2 separate regions of the Callithrix jacchus genome follow, and region 1 is linked to region 2. A link is a contact called in public Hi-C data. All regions are on one chromosome and are shown on one strand. Each heading gives the region's core, a stretch centred on a gene start, on an enhancer-like site or on the middle of the called end of the contact. The rest is flanking DNA. Distances are from core to core; before and after follow the strand shown.

The links. A called contact is a pair of places that touch in the nucleus more often than the background predicts.
Region 1: a Hi-C map of skeletal muscle shows a contact between it and region 2, with 1.9 times the contacts expected there. The contact joins two enhancer-like sites. A contact is called at or near these places in 3 of 3 Hi-C or Micro-C datasets (induced pluripotent stem cells and skeletal muscle).

What each region holds. Positions count from the first base shown.
Region 1 is chr22:40,950,764-40,955,459 of calJac240_pri, reverse strand. The region is part of intron 4 of ARHGAP35 (Rho GTPase activating protein 35); the gene reads right to left. Among named protein-coding and RNA genes, the nearest start is that of NPAS1, 35 kb to the left of the region's middle. Within about 2 kb of position 2,064, at least 4 of the 16 cell types and tissues checked have an H3K27ac peak or open chromatin away from gene starts, as enhancers often do. A contact at or near this core is called in skeletal muscle, where this site is marked.
Region 2 is chr22:40,896,428-40,901,069 of calJac240_pri, reverse strand. All of the region lies in intron 3 of ARHGAP35 (Rho GTPase activating protein 35), which reads right to left. Among named protein-coding and RNA genes, the nearest start is that of ARHGAP35, 65 kb to the right of the region's middle. Within about 2 kb of position 3,294, at least 4 of the 16 cell types and tissues checked have an H3K27ac peak or open chromatin away from gene starts, as enhancers often do. A contact at or near this core is called in skeletal muscle, where this site is marked.

The sequences.
Region 1 (4,696 bases), core at 815-3,314, 56 kb before region 2:
GTTGGCTTGTTTATTTTTTTGAGTCGGAGTCTTGCTCTCTTGCCCAGGCTGTGGCGCAATGGTGCAATCTTGGCTCACTGAAACCTGTGCCTCCCAGGTTCAAGCAATTCTTCTGCCTCAGCTCCCAAGTAGTTGGAATTATAGGCACATGCTACCACACCTGGCTAATTTTTTTTTTTTTTTGAGATAGAGTCTTGTTCTGTAGCCCAGGCTGGAGTACAGTGGTGTGATCTTGGCTCACTGCAACCTCTGCCTACCGGGTTCAAGCAATTCTCTTGTCTCAGCCTCCCGAGCAGCTGGGACTACAGATGCACGCCACCACACCCCAGCTAATTTTTTTTTTTTTTTTGAGACGGAGTTTTGCTCTCGTTATCCAGGCTGAAGTGCAATGGCGTGATCTTGGCTCACCGCAACCTCCCCTCCTGGGTTCAAGCAATTCTCCTGCCTCAGCCTCTGAAATAGCTGGGATTACAGGCACGCGCCACTATGCCCAGCTAATTTTTTGTATTTTTTTTTTAGTAGAGACGGGGTTTCACCATGTTGACCAGGATGGTCTCGATCTCTTGATATCGTGATCCACTCGCCTCGGCCTCACAAAGTGCTGGGATTACAGGCTTGAGCCACTGTGCCTGGCCATTAATTTTTTGTATTTTCAGTAGAGATGGGGTTTTACCATACTGGCCAGGCTGGTCTCAAACTCCTGACATCATGATCCACCCACTTCGGCTTCCCAAAGTGCTGGGATTACAGGCGTGAGCCACCGTGCCTGGCCGGCTTGTTTATTGAATGAATGATGATGCCATTTAATCTCCCACACCTCATGGGAGGAGCTGTTGGGTGGGTGGAGAATACAGATGAGAAAACTAAGGTTTAGAAAGAAGTCCTTGCCCCAGATCACAGCTGCTAGAGGCAGTGTGGTCTGAGTCGAGGGCCTCTGCCACCGTCCTGCCTCCTTACCATTCCAGGAGACACCGGGCTCAGGCTTCTGCTGTGTCCTATTAATCCAACAGGCTGGGGTCCAGACCACAGTGCCCCCCGCTCCCGGAAGCAATACTACACTTGGGTGAAGCCATCTGGCCTAAGCACCCGGGCAGCTTTTGAGACGGCACACCCCTACCTGCTGTGCTGTCGAGACCCTGCTCACCAGCCCTAGTCAGTAATTCTTCCATGGACTCTTTTCTCAGCTACTCTCAGGACAATGTAGGCATGCCTTGCGTATGTGTCAGCAGGTGCCAGTCTTCATCTCCTAATTTGAAAAACTAAACTAAAGCTAAGTGATTTTTCCCTTTCCCTCAGTGTCAGCCTCCATAATACAAAGAAAATGATAGGACCAACGGCACAAGTCTCAAGAGTCCGGAATAATGCAGCCATGTCGCTGTTCCCGAGTCCCATTGCAGAGAGGCAGTCTCCCAGCTGCAGAAGACCCAGCCAGCCGAGGGCCGCGTCGGCTCACTTTCTGGCAACCCTGACCCTCGGTGGGACTGAGGACTGCTCTGCACTGCCTCCTAATGGCCACCAGCCCCGGCATCAGAGGCCAGGAGACAAACTCCAAATGAGTGATCTGGCAATTATCAGTGGTGCGGACCTGCTGAAACCTCACTAGATGGATCGTCACAGAAATGGAAGCACTGGAAGCCACGAGGCCGAGCCGGAGCATCAGTTAATCATCAGTTTAGTACTTCCTGTCATCTGGGCACATGTTTATTTTACGCAATCCCATTTTAAAATAGCAGCCCTGCTGCTGTCGTACACAATACCATGGCGTAATTTAGGGGAGGTAGCATTTGCTCGGCTAGTGCAATTTATCATAGCTACTAATTAGACATCAATTTTAAAAAGATTAAAAAAACTGAGAGCAGGCTGCAGACACCACCAAGGCTGCAGGTGAGAAACAGGATGCTGGAGAGAGCATGGGCAGTTTGCCAAAGGCCTGAGACCGCAGCAGGAAAAGGGCTGGGGTCCTGGAGCAGACCCCAGGCAAAGATGCTAGATATTAAGGCGTCTGTATCTGGAACACCCAGTGTTCCCACATGTAAACACTCTAGGGTGACTCTGGCCCACATGTGCCAACAGCAGAAGGCAGAATTCTTACCAGCAGTGACCTCCACCAATCAAGTCTATCGCAGGCCCCCAAGTCCATCTGAGAAAGCCTCAACTTTAAACCCATAGGCACCCTTACCTACCAGACATCTCCAAAGACCCACATCACCAAAGCAGAGCCTTGGCAGTAGGCCTTTTCTCTTTTTCTCCTTTTTTAAAAGCCCTCCCTACTCGCTGCAAATATCTTCAATTTTTTATCTTTTTTATTTATTTTTTTTGGTCAGCATTTTCACAAGCAAAATATCTTCTATGTTTAAGTTAATCTTTGGAAATAGAACAAGAAAAAGCTCAGAACAGCCAAGATCACGATCTTCAAATATCTGAACATGGCCATGTAGAAAAGTCTTGTTCCAATGGCTCTAGGGGACAGAGCTACAACCAAGAATGGCAATTACAGAATAGCAAATATTCTCTCTCTATAGAACCATGAACAGCCATAGCTGTCATTCACTGAAACAGACCAGAGTTTTCGAATCTCCTCTCACCAGACAACCATCTGACTGGGGTACTGTTTAAAAAGCTAGCTAATAACAATAATGATAAGCCATTTATCAAATGCTTACTCTGCATGAGGCACACGATGCTAAGTGCTTACATGCCTTTTTATAGCAGTTCTCATAATAACCCCTCCAGACTGCTGATTACTATCCCATTCTACAGATAGGAATGCTGAGGCCAGGAGGTAAAGGAACGTACAAGGTCAGAGAGTGAGTGAGTCACACAGATGGGATTTGAATCCTGTGGGACTTTAGTGCCAGCGTTGTTCATCTATTATGCTCGAAATCACTAGTTCCTAGGAGTGTGCATGCATCAGAGTCACCTGGAGGACCTGTTATGGTACAGGTGGTGGGGGGGTCCAGCCAGAGTTTTGCATTCAGTAGTTTGGAGGGGAGTCCAAGACTATTTTTCTTTGTTTTTGTTTTGTACACAAGGTCTTGCTCTGTGGCTGAGGCTGAAGTGCAGTGGCACCATCTCGGCTCACTGTGGCCTCAACCTCCCGGGCTCAAGCGATCCTCTCACTTCAGCATCCGGAGTAGCTGGAACTACAGGCATGTGCCACCACACCTGGCTAATTTTTAAATGTTTCTTGTGGAGATGGGGTCTTACTTTGTTGCCCAGGCTAGAACTCCTGGCTCCAGCAATCCTCTTGCCTTTGCCTTCCAAAATGCTGGGATTCCAGGTGTGGGCCACCGCACCTGGCCTCAGAATCTGCATTTCTAAGCATTGCCAGGTGATGCCGCTTCTGCTGGCCAGGGAACCACACTTGGAGAAGTGCCATTCTAGAAGATACGCCAGAGCTCTAAGGCCTCCAGAGAAGCCTCAGTCAGAATGCCTGAATTCTATGAGTCCATAAAATCGGGGTCACACACCAGGCAAAAGAGACACCAGATACTTTAGGAACAAAGCACTTCCAAAAACTGCTGCTTTTTATATGTAAACAAGCCTTATGCATTATTTAATCTTTCAACCATGGCCATGTATGACTTTCATAAAACATTTTAAAAATAGCTGACAAAAGCAAGGAAGACCTTATTCTTTCAACAGACATTTACCGAGCATCCATAGGCAGATAAGTTCCTTTACAAAGTTCTGTTTTTGTTTTTAGATGGAGTCATGCATACTCTGCGTGACTCCATCTAAAAAGAAAAAATCACCCAGGCTAGAGTGCCATGGCACGATCTCAGCAACCTCCCCCTCCTGGGTTCAAGCAATTCTCATGCCTCAGGCACTAAAGTAGCTGGGATTATAGGTGCCTGCCACAGCACCTGGCCAGGTTTTATATTTTTAGTAGAGATGGGGTTTCACTACGTTGGCCAGGCTGGTCTCAAACTCTTGACCTAAGTGATCTGCCCGTGTTGGCTTTCCCGAGTGCTGGGATTCTGGGTGTGAGCCACCGCACTTGGCTCCTTGACAAAGTTTTCAGTCTTGGTCTTCCTCAAAAATACTTTGGCAGGCCAGGTGTGGTGGCTCACAGCCGTAATCCCAGCACTTTGGGAGGCCAAGGCAGGAGGACTGCTGAGCCCAGGAGTTCGAGACCAGCCTGGGCAAAATAACGAGACTCCATCTCTACAAGAAATAAAAAATTAGCCAGGCATGGTGGCATGCTTGTAGTCTCAGCTACTGGGGAGGCTGAGGTAGGTGGATCGTTTGAGGCTGGGAGAGGTCAAGGCTGCTGTGAGCCACGACCATACCACTGCATTTCAGCTTGGGTGAGACACTATCTCAAAACAAAACAAACAAAACACTAAAAAATATTTTGGTGACATAGGAAGACTAGACAGCCCTCCAGTGCGAGTGGTGAGATCTTCCCCCTGGACTAGGAACTGGTATTTCAGCCCTCTGACTGCCCGTCAGAGCTGTGGTAGCTAGCCCTGCTCCTAAGAGGTGCCTGCGGCAGGGCAGACACTAGGAAAATTGAGAGAGGCCCCTCAGGAGCTTAGAAATCAAGAGGGAAAATCATCTCCTGTCTTGATACCCTGATTTTCTGAAATGTTCAGACAGGTTTTGATTCCCAGACCCCAGGCAGGCCCTTCTCAGCAGCAGCGCTGCTGGCCAGCGTCAGGGCTCGCCTCTGCTCCTTCACGCCAGGACTCAG
Region 2 (4,642 bases), core at 2,045-4,544:
GCGTTTTTCTTTTTTGAGACAGTCACCCTCTTTTGTCCAGGCTAGAATGCAGTGGTGTAATCTTGGCTCACTGCAACCTCTGCCTCCCGGGTTCAAGCGATTCTCCTGCCTCAGCCTCCCCAGTAGGTAGGATTATAGGTGCCTGCCACCACACCTGGCTAATTTTTGTATTTTTTTGTAGAGATGGGGTTTCGCCATTTTGGCCAGGCTGGTCTCGAACTTCTGACCTCAAGTGATCTGCCTGCCTTGGCCTCTAAAAGTGCTAGGATTACAGGTGTGAGCCACCATGCCCAGCTTAGACCATAGCATTTTGCTCTATAAAGGTGTGGAAGTCTGGTGACCATGGGTCCACCCTTGAGAAGACAATTCATGGCCAGTGTGACTGGGAGACAAACAGTGAGGAAGGCCCACTAGTTCCAGGTACATTTTCATGAACACATGCCTCAAGTTCAATACACACTGAATTTGGAATTTCCAGCGCTATGGGTCAGTTTTTATCTGCTCGCCTCTCTCAAATGCTGGATAAAATCCATTTGGAAGGCCTTTGCCTTATAAGCAAAGGTGATTCCTGACTAAAGCTGGAATAATGTGAGTCCCCACAGAGGTGTTTCAGTAGCACCAGGTGGTGGAGGAGACTGAGTTGGCTCAGTGAGGCAGCAGCACAATTCCCTGTGCTTTGAAAAACAAACTTAGGTTGCCTATTGTAATTTTTTTTAAGAACAGGTGTGCTGTAAGCTAAGGCAGATAGTTAAAGATAGTCTATTTTTATTCACCAAAAACACACTACAGAAGTTCCTCAGGCTTAAAATAAACTGAGAATCGAGTGACACCAGTTCGAAACAATTTCTCAAAGTTCCAGTTGCTATTTCAATGTCCCCATGCCTTTTTTGTCCTCCACTCAACCAGGCTCTGAAGCTGGAAACAAACAGCACCGTGCTGTTCTAGGGAGCAGTGAGGAGAAATGGATTTTTTTCAGATAATCAAAGATCCTTTGTTTGAATGAACAAATCGACTGGACTTATTGAGTAGTCTAAATATAGGCACCTGACGGTTGAATATTAGCAACTTTTCTGCAGAATGGATTATAAAAATCCACGGGAAGTGGGTCAGAGCACCGGGGTTCAGAATCTCAGCTTTCCCACTCAGTAGCTATACCAGCTGGGGCAAGGTGTTGAATCTGAGCCTTAGTTGAATCTCTCACCTCTAAAACAAGGATGCAAAACATCGCCTCATTAACACTGGGAGGAGGAATAAATACAACATTGATGAAAATGCCTGGCACGCACCTGGCATACAGTAGGTATTCAATAAATGCACAAAAACACAGAACCCTTCACATGGTAGCCATAGCCTGTGTTTGGCCTGGGTCTCCCTCACCTCTCCACAGCAGCCACGGTAAGCTTCTTTGAATGCTTTGAATGCATCAAGTTCTTTCAGCTTCACAAAAGCTTCCATCTTCACTGCCTTTGCCCTCATGCTTCAAGAGTCTCAGCCTTAATTAATATCATTTCCTTGGGGAGCTTTCCTGATACCTCAGCTTAGGTTAAACTCCTTTGTTACCCAATTCCTTAGTTTCCCGTACGTACCTTCCCGCTAGTAATATTCAGAATGCACGCGAGTACATGCTTCAAACCTAACGTCCCCAAGACTGTAAGCGCGATTAACGTCACTACCACACCTAGGGCACTTAGCACAATGCTGGGCACAAAACAAATGCTCACTAAATGCCCAGACGCTGAATTGAATGTCTCCTTCCTAAAAGAATGACTGAACTTGTGCTCTGGAGACAAAGTACCTCATTTAAAAGACACAATTTTTTCAGGAAACATAAAATCCAACGTCAAGTAAGTGTGCCCACCCCATTTTTAAAACCAAGGTATGTATTTAGTCTCAAAGCTCATTGAGTAGGACTAACCACTTCTGAGGCACACACTGAGAATCTTTCCAGAGCAGGTTACAAAGAGCTCATATTTCATCACATTCAGCTTGTCTGTCAAAATGCAACATCCCTCCCAGGGGAGCAAGCAGTCCAATTCCCCAGCTGGTTTTTATTCACACTAGAAACTTTAACTCCGTTCTAGGCCTCACAAAATGAGAGCTGTGTCCACACAAAGCCACAACAACCAGCCAATTCACTGAATCCAATGAAATAAGCCAATTCACTAGGGGGGCCACAAACTGTCAAACTGGTTACTTGGTGCCTTATAGACCAAACAATGCATGATTGAACTGGTTAGCTTTTCAATAGGTTGTCTTGTCATGTGGTTGCTGCAGTGAGTGAAAGATTTTCTTTATCATTCTGTTTTGTCTTTTTTTTTTTTTAAGCACCAAAATAAGAACACATCAGATAGAAGGGTAAATAGCCAATAATGTCTTCTCTCTAAGTCCACAGTCAAACACACCGAATGCAGCCATTTCAGCATGCCCAAAAGGCATACTTTGTGGAACAAGGCTCCCCAGCCTGTTTTTTGGCTTTAAAATAAGACCCTGCCGATCCTGATCTCCTCTTTGCAAACGCATGGCACTGGGAGACAGAGACCATGTGCAACAACAGCTCTTTATAGACAAAGCCACTATTCATGGTCCCGCTGAAGTGCAATCGTAGATTTTCAATTTCATTCAGCTGAGTGCGGAAGGCTCCCACTATGAGGGTGGGTTGCTAAATGGTTCAGCTGGGAAAAGCACCCAGAATGAGAGTCAGCTTTACAGTCTACACTTTCATGAGGAGAAATGAAAGCGATTCCCTCACTCCGACTCCAGTTTTACAGTAAAGACCTAATCTAGCAAACCAACCAAGAGCACTGAGTGATTGTTTTCTGTATCACATTGGTACCCAGAGCATAGCTTTTTTGTTAGGGCAGTTGCTAGGGTAAGTACCAAGAAAGCAGCTCAATAATGCATGGGGTTAAAACTTCCACCCGAGGGATGTATAATGTTGGCCCCTCAAGCCCACAGCTAGCTCAGACAAGCGTTCTCCTTTCTCTGAATACAACATGCATATTTCCACCTTCAAATCCTTCCTCACCTCATGCCAGGACCGCAGGTCCACTCGTTCTTCGAGGTCTAGCTGGATGATAACAGCTGACACCTGCCCGGCATGCACTATGCCCAGTGCTCACTTCTCACATCTGATCAGGAAGGTGCTCCCTCTTTTACAGAAAGAATGTGGAGAGGTGACTCATGTGCCCAAGGTCCAAGTGAGGACGTGGAGGAGCTGAGCTGACCGTAGCCCAGATTCCCAGAGCCTGGGCTCCTAAGCACTACACCCTGCTCTAACGTACCTACCCCAGCATGCCCACACACAGCCTTCCCTGGGCAGGCCACCGCTTTTCAGTAGCTGTGTAGGTCTTACTGCCTCAACTGGGGACCGAGGTCTGGGCAAGAAGGGTCTGTGCCATTCCCCCATGGTGTCTGGCACGCAAGAGGTACTGAGTGTATTTTCCATTACCAACAGAAATCCGAGGCCCTGGCTGCCCCCTCCCTTCAGATAAATATTGTAGTGCTTTGTCATGCCAATAAAAATCAACATCCAAATCCCCCACATAGGGGTTGACTTGGCCTTCTTTGCCCTGACGGTATCTTGCTTTTCCAGTCAAACAAGTGCCAGTCTGTGTTCCCAACTGCAGCAATTTTACTAGGAGGTTTGCTCTAGGGGCAAAGGATTTGCTCATCTCTGCGCTGGGATAACAAAGCAACTAACCTCATTTCAAAGCACCATTTCCCAGGGCAGTGAAAGAAAAGTCCACCTTCTAGTCACTCTTTCCAAAGGATACACCATAACTGACTTCTGGCACGCTACTGATCTTGGGCCAGAAGTATCATTTTATTTGACCTGAAGGGGTGTGGCCCACATAGCTAAAGATAGACCGGAAGCCGACCACTTCTTGCAGCTGACCCAGCAACCCGGGGAAGGAAGTCTCAGGTTAGGAAGTGCTCACTAGCAGCATGAACACAGCCATCTCAGAGGCGCACCGTGACCAGCTGTTTTCTGCTGAGCCTCCACTACAGTGTGTACTCTTGAAAGCTTGGCTTGCATGGAAATGGAAATATGTTTTTAAGGCATCATTCAGTAAGTCTTAAAAATGGAGCTAGAAGTCAGAATATGGTTATATTTCACTATGCTATTATGCCACCTTCCTAATTCCCAGGTGTGCAAACACCCCCACAAATTACAAGACTGTCAGCATTTTTAAGCTTTTCTGGCAACAGTCTTCATTCGAAGAGGAGGAGGAAGAGAAGAAAGGTTCAAAATGTTTGGATTCCAGTATCATTAAATAGGTGGGCTCTGGGAAAATACTGGAGGCAGGTCAGGCTGCTTTCTGCAGGTCTGGCTCTACCAGCCTTTGGAGGAGAAAACACTGGAGGCAGACAAAGGACTCCACGGAGAAAAGCCAGGCAAAGGAAAATCAAACAAGAGGATGCCTGTGGTATTCATTATTAGTCAGCACAGGCCGGGTGCAATGGCTCACGCCTGTCATCCCAGCACTTTGGGAGGCCAAGGCAGGTGGATCACCTGAGGTCAGGAGTTCAAGACCATCCTGGCCAACATGGTGAAAGCCCGTCTCTACTAAAAAATACAAAAATTAGCTGGGCGTAGTGGCATGCACCTGTAATCCCAGCTACTTGGGAGGCTGACGCAGGA